Regions from separate parts of the Mus musculus genome. Here region 2 is linked to region 1. Evidence: chromatin contacts called from public HiChIP or PLAC-seq data. All regions are on one chromosome and are shown on one strand. The core of a region is the stretch at or near the end of the contact, and the rest is flanking DNA. Distances in the headings are between cores, read along the strand shown.

Region 1 (2,700 bases), core at 83-2,582:
CATGCTACCCCGCAAACATGGCAGGTATCAGTAGCTCCAGAAATACAGGAAACTATAAACATAGCGAGACAATCAGGAACAGATAATTTGAATGCTTTTCAAATGTGTGTGTTTAACACAATTCAATCAATTGTAAACATGTAATTTTGTGTTTAGTGATGAATGGAGAATCCTTGGACATGCAGGTCCTGGCACTTGAGGACAGTTCCAGCCTGTCCCAGCTCTCTGCTGCATGCCCTATCATGATATTCTACTCCTGATGGGGACTGACCTACAGTACAATCCAGAAGACAGTGGCCAGTGACTGCCCCCATGAGTACTGCTACAGAGGAGTCCCATGAGTAGACTGGAAGAGTTTAGGGCTGAGGTAGAAACTAGCAGACAGTCAAGGATTCCTGCTTATAAAGTTACTGTTGTCTCCAGATCTGCTCAAGCCTGGCCCCTGCTCTTTATCTCCATCCACTGATGCAGAGTTCCTGAGCTACCTACCTACCTGGTGGCCAGCTCAGAACAGGACAGTTAATAAGGTCATCGAGACCCAATATTAGCCAGTATTGTGTCCGTACTGGCCTTGGCTCCTTGGTTGATATTCTACAGATTCTTCCTGGCTTAAGGCTAATGCCCCACACCATGTTGGCAATGAGAGTTTGTGCTTGCTTTGATATCTTCTTAAATACAAAGTGTGCATATACTGGGTCATCTCCAAAAGTTTACTATGTAACCAACAGTCTAACTTTCAATTCAGTGTTACAATTGTGTGATTCTCACTGTAATCTGCAATGCCATTCTGGACTGACTAGCTACTTCAATAGTCTCTAATCACTTAGCGAGAAAGTGAGACCTATGTTGCTGATGTTGCTGGGTGATTAGCCTTAGGCCGGGTATGCACAAAGGGTGCCCCACACCTATCACAAACACACTAACGGGTGCAGTGTCTGTTTGTTGTGGTGGTGTTTGTCCCATGATAACAGCCACAGCCCATGAGAGAGAGATGCCATCCGATCCCAAAGTGGAAAAATGATGTTTTTTTCAGACTAGCTAAGTGGGAAAGAAATAAGACCTAAGATGCATTTCCAGTGGACCCAACAAGCCTGCTTTGTCCTCGGTTTACCTCAGCAAGGTCTCTCATGTCTTTGGGATTCTCTTGAGCCTGGTCTTCCAGAGTCTCTTCTGGAGACAGGGTTAGCTCAACATTTTGACAGAAAATAGAAACCAGGGCTGCGGTTGAAGGAGAATGTACCCAATCAGCTTTTAGGGAGAGCCATAATGGGGAGGAAAGATCATCATGTGTTGTGTGTGGCAGGGCTTCCCAGTTGGACTCTTGGTCCCCACCTAGTGGTACTGTTTTGAGAGTTGGCTGAGACTTTGGGAGGTGGAGCGTGGCTGGGAAAGCCAGTCCCCAAGGGTGCATTTCAAAGGTTGGTTGATCCTCTGCTGGTTTCCTAACGCCCCACAGCCAGCTTCTCTCTGCTTCCTGTTCAGCGAGCTGAGAAGCCGCTATCACTCCCTGCACCACCATCCTCTGTTTCAGCACAGGCCCAGAATCAACAGAGCCCAGGAATACCGACAGAAACATCTGACAACAGATGCTTACATAAATCGTGCCCCGTAAGCCGTTTGTTTATGTCAGGGAGCATCAAGTCTGATTGGTGCATTAGGCAGTGAGCTTGCAGAGAGCTGTTGGTGCTGGCTGGAGAGGACTGAAGTGAGGAGACTCACCCCAGCATCGCCCACAGGGAGTGCTTCCTGTGAGTCCCTCGACTCTGCTCTTTGGAGTCCCTCTGGGTGTAATGTCTATCCCTTTTGCGCAGCTCCATGTGGGTGGTGAGTGTGGGAACACTTACCTTCCTTGGCCACATGCTGATAAATGCCTGGGTCACAGAGTGAGCAGCAGACTCATTTCACAGATGTTCCCCACAAGGCCCGCCACATGCCAGGAGGTGCTGTTTGGTCAAAATGTCAGACACTGGTAGAATGAACAGCTGTCTGCCAAAGGTGGGTGGGTGGGTGGGGGTTGCACTAGGTAACAGTTCCTGGCTGGCAGAGTGAGTTGTTCACAGTTTAATGCATTTGTAAAAGCGTGAGTGTCTGTGGAATATTTCATCACCCACCTTTGAAAGAGAGAGGGAATCAGGCAGGGAACCTTGGGCAGTGCACGATGCTGAAGAGATGCAGGCAGAGAGATCACAAAACAGAGAGGAAAATGTAGGTGGGTGGAGGGGGAGACTGTATAGTTATGGAACTGCCCTTGGATTCTGGGTGCAAGCTCCCACATTTTGAATGACCCCATGGCAGCTCATAGCACACTTTGAGATGAATTCACTCTCCTGCCCGTAGAGTAGGATGACATCTTTGGGCGAATATATGTAAAGAAACCGAGACCATATCAAATTATTCTTTTATTGTTCCAGTCAAAAAAAGAGGAACGCCTCAATATGTAAACAGTTTCCCTAACACAGCGATTTCTTAAATATATATATTTATTTATTCTAAAAAAATTTGGCATTGTAGAGATTTCTCAATACATAATTTGTGCTTTCGCATCAGGCATGCTTTCGCCTTGTCCGTGCGCAGACATACTTGGATTGAGTACAGGGAGTTACAAAAGGATCGGAAGGTGGGTCGGGAGCCAAACCAGGGCTGGAGCTCTGCCTGGCTTTCACTTGTAAAAAGCATTGTGGGGAGGGTGGCAGCAATGAC
Region 2 (2,700 bases), core at 1-2,500, 590 kb after region 1:
GAGGCCTTGGAAAGTCAGAGGGGGACTTTTTCAAGAGATTGTGCCAGGGATGCTGATGTTGGTTCTGGATGAAGGTATAAACTCCAGAAAAGAAATAGAGGGTGAAGGAGCTCTAGATGGGTGATTCGCCAGGATGAGGGGGCTGGAGCCACATGAGAGCAGCCACAGGACCTCTTCCTGGGAGATGCGGGTGACTTGGCATCAGAGTAGCGCAGGCCACACAAGCTCTTCAGATAATAGGTGTTTGGGTTTTCTTGGTAGCCTTTTCTGAGAGCCAAAGAAAGGGTCAGAAAGGGTCAGAATAAGCAGGAGAGTTCGGTCTTGATATGGCATTAAAAAGATGACTGACAGATGGAACAAGAGACATACTTGAGCCAAAGTCCAAGACAAATTAAAGAGTTCTCCACAGCACAATAGCTGAGCTCTGGAACCAGCTTAGGTGTCCATCAGCCGAGGGCTGGGTAAGAGAAACATGACTCACTCACTGAAGGAGAATAAAGTTACGCTATTTACAGGAAAAAATGCATGAAACTTGAGATCATTACATTAAGTGAATTAGATCATTCTCAGGAAGACTAATTTATTTTATCTCACTAGTGGTCCTTAGACCTTAAAAAAACATAAAACCTCGTGAGTGTGTGTGTGTGTGTGTGTGTGTGTGTGTGTGGTGTGTTTTATATATGTGTGTGTAGTTTGTATGTGTTATATATATGTTATATATATTGTTATATGTGTGTGATATGTGTGTTATATATGTGATATATATGTGTGTGCATATGTGTGTTTTACGTGTGTGTGTGTGTGTGTGTGTGTGTGTGTGTGTGTGTGTGTAAGGGTAAGTGTAGGGAACATGAATTAAACTAACCAGTGAAGAAGCTGGAAATAAAAGAGAGTGCTATGTTTTATGGGGCTCAGGTAGTTCAAGAGGACATGAGACTTCAGAATACAAGAGTTACTGGAAGAGTTAACATCATAGACAGACAGACAGAGGGATAAGAACACGAACAGACAGAGGGAAAAAAAGCACGTTGGGGGGTCTGAGAAAAGTTCAGGCCCCAGCACCAGAGATGTCAGGATGGTCTCTGAGACACTCAAAGCCCACATGGGTCAAGAGAGTGCTTCCTATACCTTGTGAGGGTGGCAGAGGCTCCTAGGAAGAGCCAAGAGCCCACCCTGATTCCTAGGGTGGAGGCAGGAAGGATATGAGAACAGCATGAGGCACCTCTTTGATGCAGACTCTGTTCTCAAGTGAGGCCTTGGCACCAGGAAGCACAGAGTCCCTGTAGAGTGACTGTCAACATCTGTGAGAAGAGGCCCGAGTAAGGGCTGAGCAGAGACCAGTCCTGACACTAAGTTCTTTCTGGAATGATGGGGGGGTGTGCGGTGGGTTGGAGGGGGCCTGAGGAACATGCTCAAATTGTGATATATACTGGCAAATAATCAATGAATAAATAGATGATCTAAAAGAAGGTACCGTCCGAGTAACACTGCTCAGTGACAGGGAGGCAAGTGGCCACGAGGAGGACCCAGGTCTCATCTCGGGGCTCAGTACTGACCCATACCTGGAGCTGTGGGCCAGCTAATGTAAAGGAGGGGCAGGGTAAACTCAGAGCTCCACCCAGCAGCACCTATGGCCAAGTGAGCCAGACTGAAGGAAAAGCCTCAAGCCTGACTTAGAGGGAGCTACTCATGGAGGCGGCAGGGGCATTCATACCCAGTAAACCAGATGCACCCAGGGCTGCCCCTGAGATTGCCCAGCACAGTAGAAACAACCCTAGGGTCACATGTGCAGTGTCAACTGGTTCTCTTGGTTAAGAGGACCTAGGGCCTGGGTGAAGTCCTCTCTGAGACAGCACAAGCCAGTCACCCTCCTTCCTCCATTGCTGGGGTTTAAGTGTATCCTCTCATGGACCAAATGTCAGGGATGTAATCTCAAGAGGGTTCTGCTCTTGAGAGGGGGTTGGTGCAGTTTTCCTGTAAGGAGCAGGGTATTTTAGAAGACCAAGCCTGGCCTTCCTTGGTGTGTCTCTGGTTTCCTCACCTCGCCACGTTCTTTTACAGATGCCTCTGCAAAGAACCTGTTCTCCATGTTGGAATACAGTTGAGAGAACACTCACCTGAGCTGGGACCAGGCTATTTAGACTTGCAACTTCCCAGTGAATTTCTTTTCTTTGTAAGGTTATCAGCTTAAGGTATTTTATGACAGTAATGGGTAGTTAACTGACATACCCAATATCCAGTGAGAAGATTCCTAAGAGAGTGACAGCTGTTCGCCCTGTCCTCCTACATTTCTGGCCCTCCCATCCCCACTCTGATTTGACGAGAGCCTGTTGATCTCAAAGCATTCCCAACAGCCATGCTCAAAGCTGCTGGTTTCAGAGAAGTTGGTTGAAAGTAGCTGTCATGGAGCCTCTGGTTACCCTCTAGAGCCAGGCTTCATTAACAACAGTCAGAAGCCCCTTAGCCCCTCCACACTACACTGCATCCTCTGATAGCGCCACATGCCTTGTCGCCTGGACTGCTGGCTCAGAAGCATTCAGGAGCTTTTGCCAGACAAGAAAGACCTCAGGCTCACCCTGGGCCCACACCCGAGTCTGTCTTTTATAAGATCTTAAAGCTACTTCCTTCAGGGCACATTAAACTCTAAGAATCTTTGGTCTCCTCGGTGTCAGCTGTGGTAACTGTACCTTCCCTACCAGT

Evidence for each region. HiChIP or PLAC-seq counts read pairs in DNA pulled down with a chosen protein or histone mark.
Region 2: a contact with region 1 is called in an H3K27ac HiChIP or PLAC-seq map of T-cell acute lymphoblastic leukemia, with 9 times the contacts expected there. The contact joins two enhancer-like sites. A contact is called at or near these places in 4 of 484 Hi-C or Micro-C datasets (cerebral cortex, cortical neurons and embryonic stem cells), 3 of 115 datasets of contacts at active chromatin or transcription factors (T-cell acute lymphoblastic leukemia, astrocytes and embryonic basal ganglia) and 1 of 9 other capture datasets (embryonic stem cells).

The regions. Positions count from the first base shown.
Region 1 is chr16:94,742,594-94,745,293 of GRCm38.p6, forward strand. It overlaps a transcript of Kcnj6 not described here. Among named protein-coding and RNA genes, the nearest start is that of Gm41507, 19 kb to the left of the region's middle. Within about 2 kb of position 1,333, at least 68 of the 459 cell types and tissues checked have an H3K27ac peak or open chromatin away from gene starts, as enhancers often do. A contact at or near this core is called in T-cell acute lymphoblastic leukemia, where this site is marked.
Region 2 is chr16:95,337,536-95,340,235 of GRCm38.p6, forward strand. No RefSeq gene overlaps it. Among named protein-coding and RNA genes, the nearest start is that of Gm31641, 79 kb to the left of the region's middle. Within about 2 kb of position 1,251, at least 5 of the 459 cell types and tissues checked have an H3K27ac peak or open chromatin away from gene starts, as enhancers often do. A contact at or near this core is called in T-cell acute lymphoblastic leukemia, where this site is marked.